Linked DNA regions of Xenopus tropicalis: region 1 is linked to region 2. Evidence: chromatin contacts called from public Hi-C data. All regions are on one chromosome and are shown on one strand. The core of a region is the stretch at or near the end of the contact, and the rest is flanking DNA. Distances in the headings are between cores, read along the strand shown. Region 1 holds the start of gbx2.2 (gastrulation brain homeobox 2, gene 2). Region 2 overlaps agap1 (arf-GAP with GTPase, ANK repeat and PH domain-containing protein 1).

Region 1 (5,905 bases), core at 1,769-4,268, 53 kb after region 2:
AGGGATCTCACTGGTAAACTAGGGATTTCTCTGAATGCCAGCTGGGGCACACATAGTAGAAAACACTCAAGGCACAGTGACTACATTTACTGGCACCCTGGGCACACTCACAGACATAGGATCAAATTCAGTGGCACAGAGTGCATGTTCATAGCACATCATTAGACTCAGCGAGGCACAATAAGATCACCCACTCAGGCACCGATTGACCCACTCATAGCCACACAATTGGAGACTCCAACAGGCACAGATGGACTCTCCAACTGTGTGGCTATGAGTGGGTCAATTTGTGCCTGTTGGACTCTCCAATTTTGTGGCTATGAGTGGGTCAAACAGGCACAGACTGACCCACTCATAGCCACGCAATGGGGGGGAGTCAAAGGCACAGCTGAGGAATCGAATATAACTCAGTGTATATTCATAGGCATATTATGGGACCTCACAGACACAACAGCCGTATTGAAGGTCACTTGGCCACACTCATAGGCACCCTGAGACTCACACAGACACAATGAGGACACTGACAAGTATAATGGATCACTTAATGAAACCTGTTCAAGGTTCCTCCCAGGTATACAGGGGGCATGCAGGACCACATTCTGAAGAAAATTGAGCATAAACACTTGGAAATCAATTTCACAGAGTTCAGAGGGCTTAGCCACATAAACGGGTAACTAAGTGACACTCAAAGTATACATAGTAAGAGAGTTAGAGACTGACACCTAGAGGACATGTGGTGCAACACATGAATAGAAGTGTCAGATCTTATGATACCTCTAAATGACACCAGACAGTTAATATAATAATGTTTATATTAGCACTGTGTGTATTCATGGAATGGGGGGGCCAGGCTTGTGCTTTTTGATTTGTAGGCCCTGACCAGAATAATTTTACGTACAGTAGGTACCCTCTTAGCAACCCTAGGGCACAGCTTGTGCAATACAAAGGCTGGCAACAACTGGTGATTTACACAGGGAACTCAGTTTGAATATGCTTGTTCTCCCATTTGTTTCTGTCATCAAGAATGATGCTACTAATTAGGGATATGGAGCCTCTGCCTTCCTGTCTTTCTGCGCTATGCCACTGTGATATCATTCTGCTCTTCCCTTTGGGACACCAGATTGGGTTAAATAGAATGTAAGCGCATCTGCCCACGCTGATAAACTGTTCCAGGGACACAGTCTTGGGTTAATCGATACGTTCCGGGCTCAGGATCATTCCCTTGTCACTTGTCCCAGTGCTAATAGAAGGGGAGGGGATGTGATGAGTAATGAGTTGGGATGGGGGGCTGAGGAGATTCCTTTCCCCATCCCGTTTCCCAGCCCATTCTCTGCAAGGGCACATTGCCCCCCCTGCACTCACTTTAGCCACAGTCACCTACTTTATATGTCATTACACTGACATACAGAAGAGCTAGATCTGGGGCAAATGCATTGTTTAATAAAGAACTGAACAGCAAGAAGCATTGCTAAATCCACCAAAAACTGAGGCCTCATTTATGAAACCATAGACATGGTGACCACAGACATGGTGAAGTAAAAAAATCAGCGGAATACTGTACGGGGGGGACCCTTTTCTGGCCGGCTCTCTAGCACTTGTCCCAAGGCTGCCAATGCAGAAGAAAGCAAGACATGTTAATCAGTAAAATGTATTTATGAGTAAAACAAATTCTGTAAAACCTGCATAGAATTAGAAGCATGTGTGGGCAGTTCTAAATGGAACAATGTTCCATCCTTTTCCATTTTGTGGGTGCAGTTTATTGCAACATTTTGCTTTAAAATAAAAAACAAATATGGGGATATACTGTTGGTAAAAATACAGATCTGTTTCTATTTACTTTTGGGAACATGTGCAACATATATATAGGCTGGGTTTTAGTTACCCTTTAGGGCAATGACAGGTGTAGTAGTTTTTAGATTCCCCAAGATCACTTCTCCCATGGCCAACAAAGTGGCTGAAAATACCTTCTTCTGTATATTGTATACACCCTAAGCCAAATATACTGTGATAAAGAAGTATACACCCTACCCCAAATATACTGTGATAAAGAAGTATACACCCTACCCCAAATATACTGTGATAAAGAAGTATACACCCTACCCCAAATATACTGTGATAAAGAAGTATACACCCTACCCCAAATATACTGTGATAAAGAAGTATACACCCTACCCCAAATATACTGTGATAAAGAAGTATACACCCTACCCCAAATATACTGTGATAAAGAAGTATACACCCTACCCCAAATATACTGTGATAAAGAAGTATACACCCTACCCCAAATATACTGTGATAAAGAAGTATACACCCTACCCCAAATATACTGTGATAAAGAAGTATACACCCTACCCCAAATATACTGTGATAAAGAAGTATACACCCTACCCCAAATATACTGTGATAAAGAAGTATACACCCTACCCCAAATATACTGTGATAAAGAAGTATACACCCTACCCCAAATATACTGTGATAAAGAAGTATACACCCTACCCCAAATATACTGTGATAAAGAAGTATACACCCTACCCCAAATATACTGTGATAAAGAAGTATACACCCTACCCCAAATATACTGTGATAAAGATGCAGAAACAAGGACACATAAGCCCACACAAGCTCTAAGTGCAGTCCATACAATGCAAGTAGAATGTGCAGTCGGACCAGTTTACAGATTGGCTAAATCGTTGTGTAATTAGGAAATGCCTTTATTCATAGCGGCTGTCAGTGCTGATGGAGTGGAAGTGTGTGAGAGAGAATTATCCCGGGTTTGTCCCATCACTGGCCAGTGACAGAGCTCAGAGAGTCACAAGTCTGTCCCTGTTCTCCATCCCCTGCACTTTATCCTGATTCTCTCTCTCTCTCTCCGAGGGGTGTGAAGTGGGCTCGGTCTGCCAGGACAAGCCCCCTCCAGCCCAGCCACCAATAGCAATCAGGGAAGCCGAGGGAAGGTGCTAAAATCTGGCAAAACGTGAATGGGAAATAGGAGCACAGTTTGTATCTGCTGAGACTGGGGAGAGAAGAAGCTGCACATCCAGGTCACCAAGGAAGAGAGGAGATCCCATTACACCGGCTGCAATTGACAAGGTCCCGCCAAACAGACAGGAGCACGGATCTAACAGTACAGCCAGAGAGGAGAGACCCCATCCCAAACACAGAAGGAGAAAGTGGGAGCTGTGCATGCAGAGAACCCAGAAAAAGGCACCCAGGAAACAGAAAGTAAAGCAAAATTGTCACTCAGAGAGAGAGAAATGGACCTCAGCACCCAGTGAAGAAGCAGCACAGTCAGGAAAGAGACGGGTAATAGAGAGACCCCCCACTATACAGGGACTCACTAAAGTTTGGAGAAGCAGATCTGACCCATGAAGCAGTCACCAAAGAATCTCAACACAAGAGAAACCAGAGAGCAGTGGGAGACCCTCCTTTGCCTAATGAGGGTTTAGTCTGCAACCCATATAGAACACTGCTTTGTATATCTGACTTTGGCACCACTTCTGCCCAAATCACTGGCACTCTACCAATGGTAACTGTGGCAGACTGTGGCTCTGGTGCCTGCTGAGAGCTGCTCTAGTTGTTTGTGCCCAACTTTGGGAGCATTTTCTTAGCCTTCCTTTGACTCCCAGTAGCTTATATGAGTGCAGCCTTTCAGCCCCCTCTCATGATGATGCAGCGTCCCCTGGGCAGCAGTACAGCCTTTAGTATAGACTCACTGATAGGGAGCCCACCACAGCCCAGCCCTGGACATTTTGTGTACACCGGATACCCCATGTTCATGCCTTACCGGCCTGTGATCTTGCCCCCTCCACCACCCCCTCCTCCATCTCTTTCTCAAGCCACTCTGCAGCCAACTCTCCCTTCAGCGCATCCCCACCACCAGATCCCCAGCCTGCCCAGTGCATTCTGTTCCAGCCTTGCCCAGGGCATGGCACTTACCTCGACACTCATGGCTTCTCTGCCAGGGGGATTCTCAGCCTCCGCCCAGCACCAGAAGGCAGTCAGAAAGTTTGGAGCTCAAAGTCTGCATGGGGCCTTTGAAAAAAGCAAAGGGGGCCAATCTGATGAAGAAGATGGTAACAAGACCTACATAACCAAAGAGGGCACCTTACTGCCTTTCTCTGCTTCGGAAGCTTCTCTGGGTAAGTGTCCCAACTATCACTCCTTGGGAATGGGCAGGGTGGCAGCACCAACCTGGGCAGCATGGGACTAGTTTATCATTATTAATTGACAGCTACATCATATTGATGATATGATACAGATAAAAAGAGAAATACATAGAAATGGAGGCAATATAGACAATAGTTAAGCGTGATGGGTAGATAGATAATATACATAATGTCTAATGATGCAATTTAAGTTATTGCTTGTGCAAATAAGAATTGCATCTCACATAAATACACATGGACGGAGTTCTCAGGAGCTTTATTTAGAGGCAGGGTATCATTGGGATAAGCTCTGCAAACTGACAGCAGGATTACAACTCAATCTAATGCTCAGTTCCTTTAATTCCAGGCACAGAGAGTTTCCAGACAGGCACTAAACCCAATATTAGCCCTAATCCTATTTACACCACTCAGGAGTGCAATCAGCATACATGCTACTGTATTTATATGGCTCAATCACAGAAGAAAAACCACATCTAGAGACCAGCCATAGGGCCAGCATTGAGATCTCTATGTCGGGGTGGGGGCTTTGAAAAATATCAGAACAACAAAAACTCAATTAATGAAAAATTATCTGTGTTGCTGTCCAGATATTGCAAATGTTAATTTTTTTTGTTGGAAATATATTTCATTCTGAATTAAAATGTCTAATTAGCTTCATACAAAATAAAACCGTTTGTGTGTTCATAGTTTATTTTCACGACTATTTTTAAAATAATTGTACCTTTATTTGTTCTGCTAAACTGTAATCTCCCACAATTTAACATACAAATCCCCCCAAAATGACACAGAGACACAAATATTCATTTTCTTGATTTAGCACAAATTTTTGTAAATACCCTGCAAAAGCACTTCTCACTGATTGGCCTCATCAGCAACCAGAAATAATATAATGATAGCTACATTGATACTGATTCACTCACTCACTGACTCACATGTACAAATTCTGTATTCGATATATCAATGTTTTCTCTGTCATTGCTTATCTTTCTGCACCCTTCTAAACATGAAATACACTTTTGTAATCTAATTAGAACATACAAGGTGGTGTAAAGATAGGTAGATAGATGATAAATAGATAGATAGACATACAGATAGATAGATAGATAGATGATAGATAGATAGATAGATAGATAGATAGATATAGACAGACAGACAGACAGACAGACAGACAGACAGACAGACAGATAGATAGATAGATAGATAGATAGATAGATAGATAGACATAGAGATGATAGATAGATGTGTATGTATATTTAAATGTTTTTTCTAAGTAAAAGCCTTTATAAACACTAGTGCTCTGTAAAGTATTGACACTGGGATTATATATCAGTGCTTTAGATACACATACTCATGCTGGCTGTGTATAGGTCTGTTTGTGTTACTATATTCTCCTTCTGTTTTAACCATTAACTCAGTGAATTAAAAGTATGATTTAGCTGTATATGCTATATGTCCAAGTTCAAAATAGTAATCTCCTTTTGTGTTTATAAAAAAACCCAGTGAATTCACCAAATAATTGTGTATAATTCCGGTGTGTGTAACATTATTCCCATGCTGTGCTTGCCAGGTCCAGTCCGTGGGCAGGGGAAAGAGGAGTCTGGGAAAGAAGCAGAAGGAAAGGGCAAGGAGGATTCCTACCTGATGGACAGTGACCTGGACTACAGTTCAGATGACAATATCTCCTGCCAAACTGCACACAAAGAGGACGACACCCCAGAGGAAAGCCCCCCAAACTCAAA
Region 2 (5,492 bases), core at 1,748-4,247:
AGCCTGGTAATTACCAGCTTCTCACCCCTTCATTCTTGTCACTAATTAGGAAATCATATTCTCTGCTTCCTCTAATTGGCAGCAGAATTCTCTGCTCTTGCTGCGTTTTTTCATGTCAGGGTGACTCCCACATGTGCCCGGGAGACCAGGTCAAAGGCCACATCCTTGCCTGCCATGTGCAATTAGGCCCTGTCTATGAAGGACATTGCAGTATCTTCTTTTGACCTTTGGGATGTGCCCCATAAATAGTGGACTGAAAGCCTTGTGGTGCAGACTTGTTACATCTGTCTGTCTTTTGCACCCACATAATTCCTTCTCATATAATAGCATCACTTGTGCACTATGTTATAATTCTGGCTAAATTTTCAGGGTACGTTAGTAACCTATTTATGTGTATGTGTTTTAAAGGGCAAGTTTATTCTTCAATTTTTATTTTCCTCTTTACAGCCAGATTTTTAGGGCAGACATTTTGAAACTAAATTTAAACATATTCTTACTATTGTATAGTCCTTATGTTTATATTCAGGCATTTATACTCAAGTCTGATTCCCAAACAACTGCCTGGTTGCTAGGGTAAATAACCCGTAGCATAAAAACAGTAGTTTATATTCCAAGCCCGGAATAGCCTCAGGACAAAGATACCCATCACACTTCAGGATAATCAAGGTCTTGTTGGGCTTGTGGCATCCTTTAAAGGGGTTGTTCACCTTTTAATTTACTTTTAGTGTATTGTAGAGAGTACTATTCTGAAACAATTTGCAATTGGTCTTTATGTTTTATTATTTGTAGTTTTTGAATGATTTAGCTTTATATTCAGCCACTCTCAAGTTTGTAATTTTAGCAGCTATATGGTTCCTAGGGTCCAAATTACCCTAGCAACCAGACTATGGTTTGAATGAGAAAATGGAATATAAATAGGAGTGGGTCTATATAGTTAGAAAAATAAGTAATAAAAAGTAACTTCAGCTGTAGCCTCAAAGCAATAGTTTTTCTCTGCCAGTGTCAGTGACCCACTTTTGAAAGCTGGAAGGAGTATGAAGAGGAAAGTTGGTTATTTAAAAATAATTAGAAAAATTAAGACCAATAGAAAATTTGCTAAAGACTGGCCATTCTATAACATACTAAAAGTTAACTTAAAGGTCTCTTTTTCCCATTTGTGCTGTCAACAGTCTGTGCTATGTTGGATTTCTTTTTTCTTTCCCCCTAGCTGCTTTACATGAGTATTGCAGTGTGTGGAAATTGCCTTAATGTATTATGCACTGTCATATACAATTATTTAAAAATGAAGTATTGTGTATTTAACCTATATACTATAGTTAATGGACTTTCTGGTTATAGGATATGTCTGCATAACAGCTCAATAGATCCAATACCCATGTCTGTAATCCAGAATTCTCAGGAGCTGAGGTTTTCTGGATAAGGGGTAATTAAATAAAACAAAATAAGATTGTTTTGCCTCAATTAAGGATTAATTATATATTAACTAGGATCGAGTACAATGTACTTCTTTATTATTACAGAGAAATAGGAAATCATTTTAAAAAATTTGAATTATTTGAGTAAAATGGAGTCTGTAGGAGATGGCCTTCCCCAGTTATTCACAGCTTTCTGGATAATGGGTTTTTGGATAATGGATCCTATTAATAATATTGTCGATTTCTGGCAGTGTTACCAGAAGTGTTACCTGAAGGAAAGTCACCACAGATATGATAAGCTTTCAGAGGTTTGACCATTAGAATATGTCGTCAGATTTAGGCCAGTAAGTAGGCCAAGTGCACAATTATTTATGATAACTTTTCAACTTTACAGCTTTAGTTGTCATCTGGAAGTTTGTTCTCAGCATCCACTACCCTCTGAAGCCAAAGCCTTTCAGATATTCCTAGAAGAGTACATACATCCATAGGGTAGTATTGCGCTTGTAATCTAATAGCAAATTATGGATTTAGCCTTGAGACCTAGGGCGAGTGTATGCGCTGACCTATGGCACGCGGAGGGCTGTAGTGTGTGGCCTCGTGTGTGCATGTTCAGCAGACCCTTGAGGATCACACGTCTTGTAATAAGCCTAATAGATTGGTTTTATTTAATCATCAATGTTGCTGCTGTTCTCCCAGTTCCATAAAACATTCTGCAGGTTGGCAAAACACTGATCCTATTGATCCTGTAGCTCTGGGATATTTATGTGCCTGGTCCCTGTTAGTGCATAAATCCAGCGCTTCCTCCCACCTTTCTGTATGCTCGGTAAGTGTGCTGCTTCACAATGCTGGAGGCCAGCCAATGCATCACTCCTGTGAAGGCACCGGCTTATTACACGTTAACCCTGTACTACTGGAACCTTACACATGCATTACACAGCCTCCCATCAGATACCCCTGTAGGCCATCATTCTCATCAGATATTCCATGATAGGCCTCATTCTTGCTGGCTCACACTACCACACAGCATTAGTATTAGACATCTTGGTCATTAGAGCAAATATGGTCTTGGTTTGATTATTAACAAGACTTGTACCTAGAGTACTGATTGGCCCAGCAACGTGCATCCAACAAGGGTATAGACTGAAAGGGAAGTTAGAGTTTGTATACAGAGAGTTTGTGTACAGATAGAGAGGCTTTTAGATAGAGACCAATGTAACTGGGTGGCGCTGTGTTACAATAAGTTTTCCAGGGAGAAGCCTTACACATTGGATTGTATGAAGAAGGTAGTGGGGTAACCTTTTGATTTGGAGGCTTGGTGGTGCTTAGGTAAGTGGGACTGAACTGAGGATGACTTGATTATTGCCTGAGAGTGCCTGCGCTAGGTAACATGTCACACAGACTGTGCATATGACTTCTGCATATACATTTTCTTTTAGGATCTCATTTCCTCCCAGCTCACTGTTGCATGTACACCACCCCCATCCATTCCTATCCCCTCTCTGCTTCCTCCATCCTTGGCAACCCAGCCTGACTGGGAAAGCATGCGGCCTCCAGCCAGCCATCTGCTAAGCACTTCCTGTGCCATACAGTGTGCTCTCCCCCTGCAGAGAGACCGCTTCCCCTGCCTCCCTCGGCTACATTGTCTCCAGCTCCTCTTCTTCCTCCCTTCTCCAGTTTGCTGTGGTGGTGCTGGGGTTACATTCCTCCCTACCAGAATTCTCTCTCCTATCAACAGCCATAGGTTACTTCTCTACCTGCCCTATCCTGTAACAAGAACACCTCACACCTACTATTCCCCCACAGGTTAACTCTTGTATTTAACTTCGATGCTTGCTGACTGAGACAGACAGTAGGGATAGTTAACCTGAAATAAAAGGCACAACTCAAAGTTAACTGTGCTGGTCACTTAAACTTGATACAATAATTCACTGTATCGAGTTTAGCTCATTACTAAAGGATTTAAAGCACTTTATGTGCTTTGATTTAAAGGAAGAATCATAAAGCAGAATGCAGTCACCGCACCACATTGGTGGTTCAGTGTCCCAAACCCATAGCTAGGGAAGGAACAAACCAAACTTCCTTGCAGAAATGAGCGCATGCCGAAAAAAAAAAAGTTATTTCACGCAAGGATCTTGATGCATTTATGACATGTAGTGGTGAAATGCAAAACAGTTCAGAATCATTGTGTAAAATAATTCCTTTTAACCACTCAGCCAAGGCTGACTGTGTGCACAGTCGTTTCTGTGTTTGTAGCTACAGCCGCAACAAGAATTTACGGTTGTTGAATTGAAGAGCAGGTATCAGTGCCAAGTGAGACAAGATTCAGAATAGTTGTATCTGTAACTGAGTGTAAGGGGAAATAATGGGATTGTCATGCCTGGTTAATAAGGCATTGGGCAATTTAAAAGCATTGTGGCTTACAGGAGCTTAGGCAGGACTCCCGTGCCAAAACAGATTCCCCTGTGGCAAATCAGATTTTATATTAACGAGGCAACATTTTTACTTCACCGGTATGCTTTTGCACTGTAAGTCAGGTACAGTTGGGATTATGTATGCAAGCATCTTATTGGCTGCTATGGGTTCTATATAGGGCAGAGACTCTTTTCCCATACACAAGACCTTTCTGATCTGCTGGTTAGGACTAGTTTAACTAGGCATAGACTGTAAGATTTGGGTTATTTGACAAGCTTGCCAACCAAGGATAATTTTTCCTGATTTTGTCATCAAATCCAGTTTTTTCATCCAGGTATCAGATAAGCAGGGCCAATAAACTGCCCTCAACAATGTTTATTGGCCACATGTATTGTTGTGATTTCTAGGTAAGCTGGAAGCTATGGTGTGCCTTTACACAGAGTAGAGTGCGTTCCTGGTCGTCTCCTCCGCTCCTCTCAGAGCCTTCGTCTTTTTACACCTTCCACATCCACTGCGCTTTCTCGTCTTAAACCTTTCTATCTCACTGCTCCTTACCTCTGGAACTCTATCCCTGAATCCCTCCATAGAGAACACTCACCCACCCACTTTTTAAGATAAGACTCAGCTGTTACCTTTTGGAGCACTAAAGCATTATTGTGCCTAGTCCTGCACTTAAGGGCACATGCCCATACCTAGTGCACTTTTACCTCCCAACTTGTGCCTGTATGTTACCCAACCACTTAGATTGTAAGCTCTACAGGCAGGGACCTCCTTCCTACTGTGTCTCATACCACATGGCACTTCCCTGTGCATTTATATGTATTTATTATAACACTTGTCCTCCCTGTATGTAATTTTGTATATTGTAAAATTGTACAGTGCTGTGTACCCTTGTGGCGCTTTATAAAGTTATACATACATACATACATACATTTACAAGCTATCACTGCACTGGATCTGTAATTTGGGAATATGCCTAATACTGAATCATCCACTAAAGTGTTCAGATGAATCAAATGCTCAGTTGCAAATTCAAAATTCAGTCACATTCAGTTGTCACATGACAAGAGGTTTGGGATTTGTCTGAATCATGCAAAAAGTGCCAGGATTCGGATAAATCGACAAACCAAATCCTGGATTCGAAGCATCCTAATTTTTTTCCTCTGAAATCTCTTGCATGGAACAGGTTGCATGGAAAAATTGAACAAAATAAATTGTCAAATGTTCTTCCCTACTCTTCTTACACTACAAAAAGAAAACAAACACGAGTAAGGGGAAAAAATGCTTTAGAGGTCATCCCAGATTTTTCTTATGATCTATTAACCTTTGCTTATTCACAAGCCTTGATTTGGGGAAGATGGGCAAAATAATTTGTTTTCTTTTATTTATTTTTTTAAAACTTGACATCCTCTTAAATAACAGAATGGAAATTTGAATGGCAGCCCATACCTGGGGTGATGCCATTATTTTCTGTGTAAGGATGAATCTTTTCTTTTGGGCTAAATGAGAGAAGCCATTGGTATTTTATTGGCCATAGATAATTTGTTTATAAAAGGATTTGTGTAGCATTTTACTACTTTACTTTACTACTAAATTGTTATTACTCAGTTAACAAATATTGCGATTTACAGACGTTTGCTGTCGCTCTTCCCACTTCCAGCAGTT

What was found. A called contact is a pair of places that touch in the nucleus more often than the background predicts.
Region 1: a Hi-C map of neurula embryo shows a contact between it and region 2, with 2.1 times the contacts expected there. The contact joins the promoter of gbx2.2 here to the enhancer-like site in region 2. A contact is called at or near these places in 2 of 5 Hi-C or Micro-C datasets (gastrula embryo and neurula embryo).

Annotation. Positions count from the first base shown.
Region 1 is chr9:59,831,867-59,837,771 of UCB_Xtro_10.0, forward strand. It overlaps gbx2.2 (gastrulation brain homeobox 2, gene 2), which reads left to right and starts at 3,019. Exons shown (of 2, transcript NM_001011472.1): 1 at 3,019-4,139; 2 at 5,734-5,905. The coding sequence starts at 3,635.
Region 2 is chr9:59,778,719-59,784,210 of UCB_Xtro_10.0, forward strand. All of the region lies in intron 18 of agap1 (arf-GAP with GTPase, ANK repeat and PH domain-containing protein 1), which reads left to right. Among named protein-coding and RNA genes, the nearest start is that of gbx2.1, 48 kb to the right of the region's middle. Within about 2 kb of position 2,998, at least 5 of the 11 cell types and tissues checked have an H3K27ac peak or open chromatin away from gene starts, as enhancers often do. A contact at or near this core is called in neurula embryo, where this site is marked.